Linked DNA regions of Mus musculus: region 1 is linked to region 2. The links are chromatin contacts, called in public promoter capture Hi-C maps. All regions are on one chromosome and are shown on one strand. The core of a region is the stretch at or near the end of the contact, and the rest is flanking DNA. Distances in the headings are between cores, read along the strand shown. Region 1 overlaps Prune2 (prune homolog 2). Region 2 holds the start of Vps13a (vacuolar protein sorting 13A).

Region 1 (5,923 bases), core at 410-2,909, 290 kb before region 2:
AGTTATGCATCAGGCAGGCACAAGGATAAGACATTGGCAAAAGAGGCACATTAAATGCATAGAGACTACAGACAAGCCAGAAACCACACACTACAGATAGAAGATATGGGAAGAGAAGTGAAGAATTCATCTTGGCCTTGCTCTCAGTCAAATGAATTCAGGGAGTTCAAGACCTGAACTTTCTTTCCTTAATGAGTTACCGGCACATTTTGGTGTCTCTGAGTCTATCTTTAATACATTTAATCAACACAGTGTTCTACAGCATGGCCACATTTCATCCGTCCCCCTTCATCTCCTAGTGTGTCCTTCTAGATGAAGGACTTTACTGCAACCAAGCTAAAAGCCCTGGCTCCATCAACACACTTGAAACTTGCTGCACCCACGCCCTGCAAGAAACCTATCAAGACTCAGCAGAATTTTGCAACAGGTACATAAACCAAACTGAGTAGAACTCTTTGGATTTTCCTGTTCAAAATTAGACAGAAAGCAGGAGTCTCATCTGGAATTTTAGGACTCCCTCGTGCCTTCCTGTCTACCAGCCCGAGACTTATCTTCAGGACAGCTTCTGTCCCATCGTTCCTATTCCCAAGACACAAAGCAAACGTGTAGGCTTCTTCACAGTAGCAGACTACAAGGAAAGCGACTTGTATCTGTGAGGAAAGTTTGCTTATAGTAGCTGTGTTAGGCCCACATGTGCCGTTTGGTACATGTCATCTGTATTAAAGCTTAACTATACATATAATCTCAAATTTATGTGTAGGGCTCTCTAACCACCAAAGGAACGAGAGGCGTATTCTCCTTAACGTGTAGTAGGTCTCACCTTGTAGACCTGCACTTATATATCTTTATCTCTGGGCACCAAAGACCAGGATTAGGCAACTGCTTTTCTCTTTACTGGAATCTTTTTCTTTTCCTGTTTTGTATTTTAAATACTTTTTGGTCACTAGGTGGCTCTGAATTGCCATTGAAAACTAAGATCTTAAGAAATACTGACAAACATGTGCATTTCCTTTTGCCAAAAAATTAAAACCTTTTTACTTGAGAACACTAATCAGAATCTTCCGATATCTCCATGAACTTCTATTAACAGGCTGTATGCCCCTAACATTTGGGATTCATTTTGATAGTTTCGGTTTTAAAAGTTTTTCTGATTAGGGATGAGGTGATAGTTGTTAGGAAAGTCTTTGCTGTGGAAGCATGAGAGTGTAATGTTGAACCCCAGCTCCTAAGGAAAGCTGAGCATAGCAGTGGATTCCAGCAACCCTAGGGCTTGAGATGGGGAAGCAGGAAGACTGGCCAGCCAATAGCAGCTATAGCAGTGGGCTCTGAGTTGGCAAAGAGACATTGTCTCAAACTAAAGTGCAGAGGTATGGAGAAAGACATCTACCTCTGGCCTCTACATGCACTCACATGGGCACACATACATAAACACACACACACAAGGTGGGGGCCTTTAAGTGTATATAAGTTACCCCAGGGCTGACCAATTTTTTTAACTTTGATTTGTATGTTTTCACTGATAGAATGGCTACCTTCACTCTCAGTTGGATCTTCTGCTCTAGCCCTACTGACTGCTTGCTGCCTCTGAGACATGTCCAGACACACAACCATGCTCTTTCTTCCTAGTATGTAATTTCCCTCTCTGTTTCCAACCAATAAGCTTCCCTTTTCTCTTCTAGTCTGATGTTAAATCATTTGTCATCTGGAGTCTTCAAACATTTATGACAAGGAGCCTGGTGCAAGTGCCAAGGCCACCTCAGCTTGAAGCTCAGTTACATGGCTTGTTCACTGGCCATGAGATGCTTAGAAAGACACTTGGTTTTAATTTCTTCACCCATGAGCATCAGTGACAGAGTCCAGTGAAGTTTATGAAAGTTACTTGAAGAGGATTGTGCCAATCAAGTTTTTGTCAATTTGACACAAGCTAGGTCACCTGGGAAGAGGGAACCTCAATTGAGAAAAGCCTCTATCAGATTAGTCCTTAGGAAAGTCTCTGGGACATTTTCTTGATTAATAATTGACATGGGAGGGCCCAAGACACTATGGGTGGTGTCACCCCTGGGTAGGTGAACCTATGTTGTATAAGAATTCAGGCAGAACAAGCCAAGAGAAGCAAGCCCCTGCTGTAGCTCCTGCCTCCAGGTTCCTGCCTTGAGTTCTTGCCCTGACTTGCCTTCTTCATAAGCTCTAACTTGGAAGTGGAAATAAACCCTTCAGACTCTGAGTTGCTTTGGGTCATGGCATTCATCACAATAATAGGAGGCAAACTAGAACAAGGACTCAGAACAGTGCCTGCATCCCATGCTAAGAGAGGGAAGCATGGAATGAATACAGTCCAAGTGAGCTATAAGCAAAGCATAGTTGTTTCTTTGCGAGTATGCACACTGAATTTGAGTGTTGTGACTCATCTCTAGTCTCTCCTAGATGAAACATACATCATGCACATGAAGTGTAGGTTGGCTTTGTACACACCTGACTCTTCCAGTAGACTGTGATGGGACAAACATAATGATCAGTTGGGGTTTCATACCTCGCAAGCCCCAGTCAAGAACTTGTATGTCACCTAGCTACCATCCTTGTTTCTGCCACATTGTGGTGAATGAGAAGAGGAATCCGGAAGATTTTTCTGTGTAAAAAGGATACAAGTCTTAAGCAATAGGAAAAGAAAGGAAATTAAATGAGGTACCATAGACTATGGATTGACAACACCACACTGTTGGAGAACTACTGGCAAAGGCAAGAATCCCAGTGTAGAGTAGGCTTCTAGACTTCTAGAAGTGACATACCAGTCTCCACATTTTATGTTTTTAGACAATGATATACTATCAAGGGAAGGACAATTCATCATTCATTAGTGAATTCAGTCACCAATTGTCTCATGGAGCAAGTGATAATCTCCTGCATGTTGGCCAGTGCTTTCAGGCTTACAGACCATTCTGTGGCTTTTAAGGAGTTGCAGGTTAGCGAACAGAAATAGTAAGTCAATAAATCAGTTTAAAGAGGATTGCTAACACTGACAGGTGCCAGCCAGAATAAACTCTGTGATGAGAAAGAACACAAAGCAGAAGGGAGGTCAGAGTGGGAAGTCTGGGGCATTGATAAGGTTACATTTCATGCATTCCTGTATAAAGGGAGATAATGCGCTTTGTCATATTCTGACCTCAAAGTAAACTGGAGAAAAGAATAAGCTTGAATGAAGAACCGAGGACCGCCAAAGGTTGGTGCAGGAGCAGAGGAACGAGATGAGGTTGCGTGCAGCAGGACCACGTGATACAAAGCTTGAGGAGAATGGGGGTGAATTTTGGTTTTCCTCATAGGCAATGAGGCCTAAGTCAAGGATTTGAAGCAAAGACGTAGATACACAATTCACATTTGGTGTTTCCCAAAGATTACAGACATGTTGGGTAGAGACTGGATGACAAGAGGGAAAAGCAAAGAAGCCCTTGAGGGTAGGAGAGTACTCAAGGACAGAAATGGAGGTCGTGGCTTTGGGGATTGAACCATACTTTGTCTGGCTCTTAGGGGATCCCATCTTCCTCTTTTAAAATGGAAACTCACTGTGGGGGGATACTTTTTTCTGTTTCAGTCAATAGTGTTATATCCCCCAGATCTAGAATAGAACCTGGTAACAATGGTAACAAAGGACATGTTAAACATTGCTGAATATTGAAGTACTCCCAGCTGAGAAAATACAATGATGTGGGGGACACAGAAACAGGCACTTTACAGGCTGGATCTCCATCTAAGCAGGTCTACTGTCCAATGACTGACTGTCTAATAGTTGATCTTTCTTGCATAATAAATGAGTAAACCATCCATCCATCCATCCATCCACCCATCCATCCATCCCTCTCTCCCTCCCTCCATTGGTGGAGTCTGTGAAGTCAAATGTAGTAGGCATAGCCTTTTTAAGTGAAAAGATCCTTGGATCAAGAGCTTGAAAGCAGAATCATGGCTCTGCATCAATCACACTGTTCAGCCTGGTGAACTTAGCCAAACACAAGTATTTCTGGGTTTCAGCTTTGCTGTCTATAAAACATATAAAACAAATAAGTTGGCCTAGATGGACTTTAAAAATCTATCTTTATTTTAGAAAATCCAAATGCCGGCACGAACACAGCAACGTCTATGTGGTATCCTTCTTGGTTTTTACAAATTGGCTTCAAGCAGAAGAGCTGAAGCTTTCAGAGGATTCCATATGTTCTCTCCACAGGCAAAGCCCTTCTGTATGAGACTGATGCCAGTGCAGAGTGGCAGGCTATGTGCTTTGTGGCAAGGATATATTACTAATGGCCACTGAACAAGAAGGCGTCAATTTTCTTCCTCCTCGGAGTTTGTCTTTTGAACTTAATGCTCAACTCTCTTGTATTTAAAACAACAGGGAGGTTCTTAGATGCTACATTTAAACCAATTAGTATTCCATTTCTTTTTGTCAAGTTATGATTTGTAAGCAGCTAGTTAATTCTCATGAACAATGGCTCTACTTACCTTGTTCTTTGTGTGGTTGCTACATGTCCCTGTCATTTCATCCTATACCATTCCCTACTTGACTGGACAAATCTTTGTTTTCCTGTTTTGGGGGCAGGACAAAGGTCTTGTGAGTCAGGTTGAACCTTGAACTCCCGAACCTCTTGCTTCCATTTCATTCAAATGATAGGATTACAACTGTGTGCTACCTGCTTGGTCTTGAGTGTGTCAAGCTTGCCCTGAAATTTGCCATTTCTCTAGTATCCTACTCCTAGATTTTCTTGCCACTTTTTTGAGACCAGAAGACAGGCCTTCTTCAACATATCACCTGTTCCATCAGAAAGAGTTCTCCTACCCTACTCTATTGCACATATAACGTCACTATCCAAGACAAGTTTGTTTTCATTCTGGATCCTTTCTCATCTTCTTCTACCACCACTGGCACTGGCACTGGCACCATACCTGCCCCTAAGGAGAATGAAGCAGACCTTCACTGGCTTTTTCTTTTTCTTTTTCTTTTCTTTTTTTTTTTTTTTTTTTTTTTTTTTTTGGTTTTTCGAGACAGGGTTTCTCTGTATAGCCGTGGCAATCCTGGAACTCACTTTGTAGACCAGGCTGCCTCGAACTCAGAAATCTGCCTGCCTCTGCCTCCCGAGTGCTGGGATTAAAGACGTGCGCCACCACGCCGGACTCATACCTTCACTGTTATATTCCCTCTGCATTCCCAGTATCTAGGATGGCAGCTCAAATACACCAAGCTGATGGAGGAAACTGTATCGACCAAGTTCATAAAGTCTCACCTATATTGAACTCACTGCCTGAAGTTGGTAGGCACCTACTCTTTTTTTTTCTTGCTCATTTGTGCCACTAATCACTCCTCTCTGAAACAAACAAGCCAACCCCAACATATAAACAATGAAATATAAATTCCAGACCATTCGTCTCACCAATAGCCTTCTCTCTGCTGTTCCCCAGCTTCTTTGACTGATATCTTTCCCTCCCTGGATGTAAGGAACCTTAAACAGCTCAGCCATCTTTTCTCTGTGAGTTGCCCACTCTCAGGTAAGTCTATAATAAATAAAGTCTGCCCGTGACAATTGTACCTGGTATACTGCTCCAGCTAACAGTAGCTCACATTGCTTCTGCATTCATTCAGAACACTGTCAAAATGAGCCTCCACAAGCTACCTTTTAACATACAAATCCTTCATCACTCCCCTCATGGCATCAAATGGAGGCCTGTTGAACAATCACTAGCCTCTACAAACAGAAGCAAGACAGCCACGGTTTCTCAGCTATGCTATGGAGAGGTTCCTGCAGGAGTGGACTTCAGTTTATTAATTACAATATTTTTGACAAAAATAGTTAATGTTTTTAGAGGTGACAGCCAATGTAAGATCTCTAAACTCAGCAGTTCTCAGATGGACAATCAGTCACTTGCTATAGGCCTTAAGAAG
Region 2 (6,070 bases), core at 216-2,715:
ATCTGCGTTTGTCCTTGGGGACCATAGGAGAAGCAGTCCAGTGTTTTATATCTTCTCTGGGATCAAATTTTAGAATAGGCTCAAGAGACGACACTGCCTAATAGCATTTGCTTCAGAGGACCTGAACTCCGTTGCCAGCACCCACCCACATGGAGGCTCACAACCTCCTGTAACGCCAATAACCAGAGAGCTATTCCTGAGGGTACCAGGTACGGATGTAGAAAACACTTATACACACACACAAATGAAATTTAAAATTGTGCTAAATAAAAACTCATTAAAAAAAACCAACATGGATGAAGGTTTAGAATCTTGATAGAAAAATCCATGAAAACAGAAGGGGTCCTATTTGGGAAGAAGGAATCAGTCAATAGGACAAGAAAGAGTCATGGGTAATAAACGACCAAAATATACACATTTATCAAGATGTTATAATGAAACCCATTATTTTGTAAAATATATGCTAATATATTCTTTAAAAGCTTAAAAAAGTTTACACTATTTTTGCTCTTTTTTTTTTCTGAAATAAATTTGAGATACTTGATGACTATGCACAAAATACACTCAGTGCCAAATCAGGATGTGCCTTGCGAAGAGAAAGTTGAAAGTGTACTGCTGCCTCTGAAATCCTCAGAGGATTAATGTCGGTTCTGTAAGTTGCACCTCTGTCTTGTGACCTCAGGACTTTGGGACCAATTTTCTCTAAGTCCAAGCGTGGAGCGGAGACACTACTTATTTTAGCTTGGCCACTAAGGCTCAGAGGTGTCTTTCTTGGTTCTTGGCAGGCTCTCTGCTGTCTCCGGACTGACTCAAACGTGCTACTCTTTAACATGACTGGCGGCTTTCACATAAATGATTTGACCGGAAAAAGGTGCCAAGAGCAGTTGCACATTAAGAACTTGGAATTTATCTCCCAACTTTACTCTCCCTCGCCCCTCCTCAGCACAGATTAGTAGCTGAGGAAGTAAGGGAAGGCAACTGAAGGGCCAGTTCGCATCCTTGCCAGGAGAAGGGAGAACGTCAGGAAGTACCCAAGCACCAAGGCTGGCCGAACCTCACAACTGGTAATAATGGGGGAAAAGCGTCCTGGGAAACTGCCTCAGGAAACTTCCCGCAACCTCGCACCAAGCTGTACACTCTCCACTCTTTGGATCCCGCGATCTTAGTTTTCTCTTTCGGAAGCGGCGTTCCTGTCGGTTATCATCACGCCCCGCCTCCTAGAGAAAGTTCGCTGCGGGTAAAAAGGAGAATCATTCCGGGGCGGGGTCTCCAGCGCTCGACTGGTGTTCTGTTGCTAAGCGACGGATAGGAGGCGCGGCCGGCGGGAGAGGCCCGGCGGTCCGCTCGCGGGCAAGGGCGGGCCCGCGGCTGCGCAGCCGCCGTCCTTCACTCTCGCTCCCGGCCGCGCCTCCAGTTCCGCGTCGGTCACGCCCCCACGCGCAGCCCGAGCTGCGCACGCGTGGTGCGAGCGGCTACCTTCCTTCTGTGGGGCTCGCGGTCGGGTTGAGGGGACCCGGCAGCACCCGCACCGTAGCTGGAGCGGGCCGGGAGCCGGTAAGCCGAGCCGTCTCGAGGGAGGAGCAGCCCGGGTAGTGCCGCGGTGCCCTCCGCGGCAGAGAGGAAAAAAAATGGTATTCGAGTCGGTGGTCGTGGAAGTGTTGAACCGGTTCCTGGGAGACTATGTGGTGAACCTGGACGAGTCCCAGCTCTCCCTGGGCATTTGGAAAGGTAACGGGGTCGCCGCTCCAGGGTCGCGGGAGACGGCGGCGCGGTTTCTCGTGGCTTCGGTCCTTGGCCAGCCCGGCGCCGCCACCTGCAGCTGCCCGCCTCGCCCTTCAAGTTATGTAAAGCGGGGCGGCGGTTCCCGGGCGGGCGGGCGGGCGGCGCGAGCCGTGAGGTTGGGGGAGGCGCTGGCTGAAGCCTCGCGTCCCGGTGGGGCCGGGTGCTGGTGACCCTTGGCCTCCGCTGGGCAAGGGAGGCATCCCTGGCAGTTTGGCCCCGGGCTGTCAGGAAGGCTCCGGCGAGCCCACGGGGAGTCGCACGCCGACTTGCACGTGAAGACCAGGCGCCGTCCGCGAAGACACCCTTCGTCCCTTCCCTGCCCCACTTCACCGTGCTTTCTAGGCGAGTTCCGGTCCGGCCACTGAACTTGGACTTGGGTGTTGCTTAGCTGGGACAGGCAAATGACAGGGGGAATAAAAGGAAAGGAAAGCCCCTTTCAGAGTATCTCAGAGTTACTTAGGTTTTCAGGTCGCAGCCTGACCAGGTGGGAATGTGGGTGTTTGTAAGACCTGAGTTTTTTGTTTTTTTAAAGAACGAAAAGAAAATGCAGGAAAACAGACGGTCAAAATGTAATTTGGGCTTTCCGTTTCTCGGACCTGACGAAGACGTGATGAGCACTCCTCTCTGTTGCTTAGATGGGAAGGGCTGCATCTACCCCTTCACTGCAATGATTTACCTAATACAGTGTCTTATTTTTAGTGTTTCCATCTGTATTGCATTAGACTCTTGTTTATTTTAAGTAGCTATTAGCAAGTAGAGGCCTTTTTTGAAATGAACGTTCCAGGCCAAAGTTAGGGTTAATTATTTGTGTAAATAGTGTGTGCATTCTCTGATAATGTACTTACTTAAAACTTTCTAAAAGTTCTCGTTTATCTTGAGCCTTCTCATTTTTGAAATAATGAAAACAAGTAATTTAGTTTTATTAAACAAACAAGCCCTCAATGTAGCTAGGTACCTTCTTCCACGATAACGTGGGCAATTGATCTGTAAGAGCTAGCACAGCCTCTTTGAGATCAGGTACTTGCAAGTTGCTTAGTCTGCGCTGCTTCTCAGTTGCAGAGTGAGGATAACAAAACTCTGTAGCTCAGAAAAAAAGCCTGGAAGAATATCTGAGCTGGTACCTGGAGAGATGGCTCAGTGGTGAAAAGCGCTGGCTACCTTTCCAGATGACTTGGATCCAAGCCTGGTGTCCACATGACAGCTTACAATCATCTGTCCCAGGGCATCTGCCTTTCTCTTCTGGCTCTAGGGGCCACTGCACACAAGCGTGTAGTGCACAGACATACACACAGGCAAAACACTCATACATACAGATGAAAACAATAAAATGAACAAGAAAACGTTACTTGAACAGTGGTTTGATTTGTAGTGAAATGTTTTGTACATTTAAGGTGCAGGCTGTGTAAACTATAATTCACCAAATTTATGTATTTAAAGTTTACCTAGAATAAAGTTGAGTCTTGTGAATAGTTTTGTTTTAATAAACCTTAAGAATGTTTCAACTATCTCAATAATGATACAAAAAGATTATAAGCCTAGGAAATTCCCACTTCTTTTCTTTGTAATTGATTCTTCCTCGAGTGGCAGTTACTTATCTGTTCACAGTCTGCTGGTTTGCTTTTATTTTTAAGAGTGTTATAAACTGAATCCTTTGGCTTTGTAGCTTTTTTCTTTTTGAGATCCAGTTTCACTATGTAGCCCAGGCTGGCCTGGAACTTAGAATCTTCTTGCTTTGGTTCCTGAGTGCTGGGGTTAAAGGCCTGTGCCATCACACTCAGCTTCTGTGTAGCGGCTTGAGTCAGGCTTCTTAACAGAATGCAGAGAAGTCGTCCATGCGTCATTCACGTCCTGCATACATCACCTTGTCCTGCTCAGAAGCACGGGAATGGCAGGACAAGGTGATGTATGCAGGACGTTAGGGCTTGTTATAGACACAGGTTTGCCATCTTTGCAGTATTTCCTTTTTGGCAGTTAAAGGGCAAGGTGCATCAGGTGTTAGTGTGAACATAAATTATTTCTTTGGAGTAAATGCCTAGCAGTGGGATTGTGAGTGGTAAGTAAATATGTAACTTTATGAGAAGTGAAATGATAGGATTTGGTTAAAGTCTGATTGTGTCTCCTAAAAGTTCTATGTTGGAAGCTTAGCCCCTAGTCTGGCACTGATAAGAGGTGCTGGATCTTTTAGATGTAGGCCTAACAAGGCACAGTGGCCTCTCACCTTAGCTTTCAGTTTCTTTTTGTGAGCTTTCTCTCTGTCTCTGTGTGTGTATCTCTCTGTCTCTGTCTCTCTCTGTCTCTCTCTCGTGTGTGTGTGTGTGTGTGTGTGTGTGTGTGTGTGATCTTCACCATAGCTGCTGCTATGCTGTTTGAATTTTCAGCCTGCAAAACTGAGCCAAATGTATTACTTTGTCTATAAGAACCAGTCTCGAGCATTTTATTATGGTCCCCCCTCCCCCATGAATCCACCCCTCAAACTTAACTAATACACCTTGACACTGATGTCTGAAATGGCTCTGTTATGTTGCACCATCACCAGTTTTGTATCAAGATGTAGCTGTGCACTATCCTCTTGAGCATTGCTAGCCTCACTTCTAAAATGTTGTTTCCTTGTATGTGTGTGCGGTGGGTGTGCAGGTCTATATGGTTGCCTGCATGTGTGAATACTTGGTGATCCCCAGTTTGTGGAACTGTTTGGGAATGATTAGGACACACGTCCTTGCTGGAGGAGGTGTGTGTGTGTCACTGGGGGCTGGAGGAGGTGTGTGTGTGTCACTGGGGGTTGGAGGAGGTGTGTGTGTCACTGGGGGCTGGAGGAGGTGTGTGTGTCACTGGGGGCTGGAGGAGGTGTGTGTGTGTCACTGGGGGCTGGAGGAGGTGTGTGTGTCACTGGGGGCTGGAGGAGGTGTGTGTGTCACTGGGGGCTGGAGGAGGTGTGTGTGTCACTGGGGGCTGGAGGAGGTGTGTGTGTCACTAGGGGCTGGCTTTGAGGTTTGAACTCTCAGTGCCTCTGCCTGGTGGTTGTGGATCAGGACATGAGCTCTCAGCTGTTCCTTTACTCTGCCATCATGGACTTTCAACACTCAGAAACTTTAAGCCAAATGAAATGCTTTTATTTATTTATTTATTTATTTATTTATTTATTTATTTATTTTTCTAAGCTTGCTCTGAGGAACCCTTTGGAGGCTGGAATTACAGGAGGGCCTCCATGCCCACCTAGCATTTATGTAAATTTTGAAGATGTAAACTCCAGTTCTCAAGTTTGTATAGCAAACACTTTACTTGCTAAACCATCTTCCTACCCCTAAAATAGTATTTTAAAATGATGTTCCAGTAGGTATGTAGTATTAAGCACTGTGATTAATTAAGCCTTTAATTTGCAGCTTCTTTGCTACTAGGTGTTGGGTACATTTTCATGATTTTTGCTGTTTATTTTTGTCAGTGAAATGGCCAGATCTTTGGCTTATTTTAAATTGGATTGCTTACTCTTCTTTTTTCTATTGGGATTTAACTTATGCATCATAAAATTCTCTCTTTGTAACTCTCCAATTTAGTGTTTTATTTTGTAATGTAACAGTTGTACAGCACTTACCACTAATTCTAGAACATTTAACTACTTCCCACAGCCCCCCAAAAAACTTCTCAGCTCATTAGCATACATTACATATTCTTTATTCATGAGTAACCCACCTTTGGAAGCCATTTGTCCTCTGACTATAGATTTGCTGACTCTTGACATTTAATTTAAGTGTAGCCATGTAATATTCTTTTGTTACTGGCTTCCTTAATTTAAGATATCTTAGATGTCTTTACTATTGAAGGGTAGATTAAATAGTATTTAATGGTGTGAATATTTATTGAGTCATCGGTTGGGCATTTATGTTGTTTCCAACTTTTATGATATTATAGATACCACTATGAACATTCATGTGAATATTTTTTAAAGGCATGTTTAAAATTCCCACTGCTAAGGTGGGTGTGGTAGAACATGCCTTTAATTCCAGCACTGGAAAGGCCGATGAAGATCCCTGAGTTCAAGGTCATCTTGGTATACAGATGAAATTCTCAGACAGCCAAGGCTACACAGTGAAATCCTGTCTTGAAAAACCAAAAGATAATAAATAAATAAAATAATTTCCATTAATAAATATGTATAAGTGTAGTTTCTGGATCATGTGGTGACATGTGAAAGAATTTGGTTATATTTTGATAAATGAAACAAAGTTTTTTAAAAAAAAAAAAGTCTCCTTTGAATTCCAAAAGGAACAACTCTAGTTAAACCTGGGCTTTA

Evidence for each region. Promoter capture Hi-C pulls out the DNA fragments that hold promoters and counts their contacts.
Region 1: a promoter capture Hi-C map of the HPC-7 cell line shows a contact between it and region 2, with 2.1 times the contacts expected there. A contact is called at or near these places in 6 of 39 promoter capture datasets (the 3T3-L1 cell line, 3T3-L1-derived adipocytes, the HPC-7 cell line and 2 more).

The regions. Positions count from the first base shown.
Region 1 is chr19:17,066,432-17,072,354 of GRCm38.p6, reverse strand. All of the region lies in intron 6 of Prune2 (prune homolog 2), which reads right to left. Among named protein-coding and RNA genes, the nearest start is that of Prune2, 110 kb to the right of the region's middle.
Region 2 is chr19:16,776,328-16,782,397 of GRCm38.p6, reverse strand. It overlaps Vps13a (vacuolar protein sorting 13A), which reads left to right and starts at 1,465. Exons shown (of 72, transcript NM_173028.4): 1 at 1,465-1,728. The coding sequence starts at 1,629.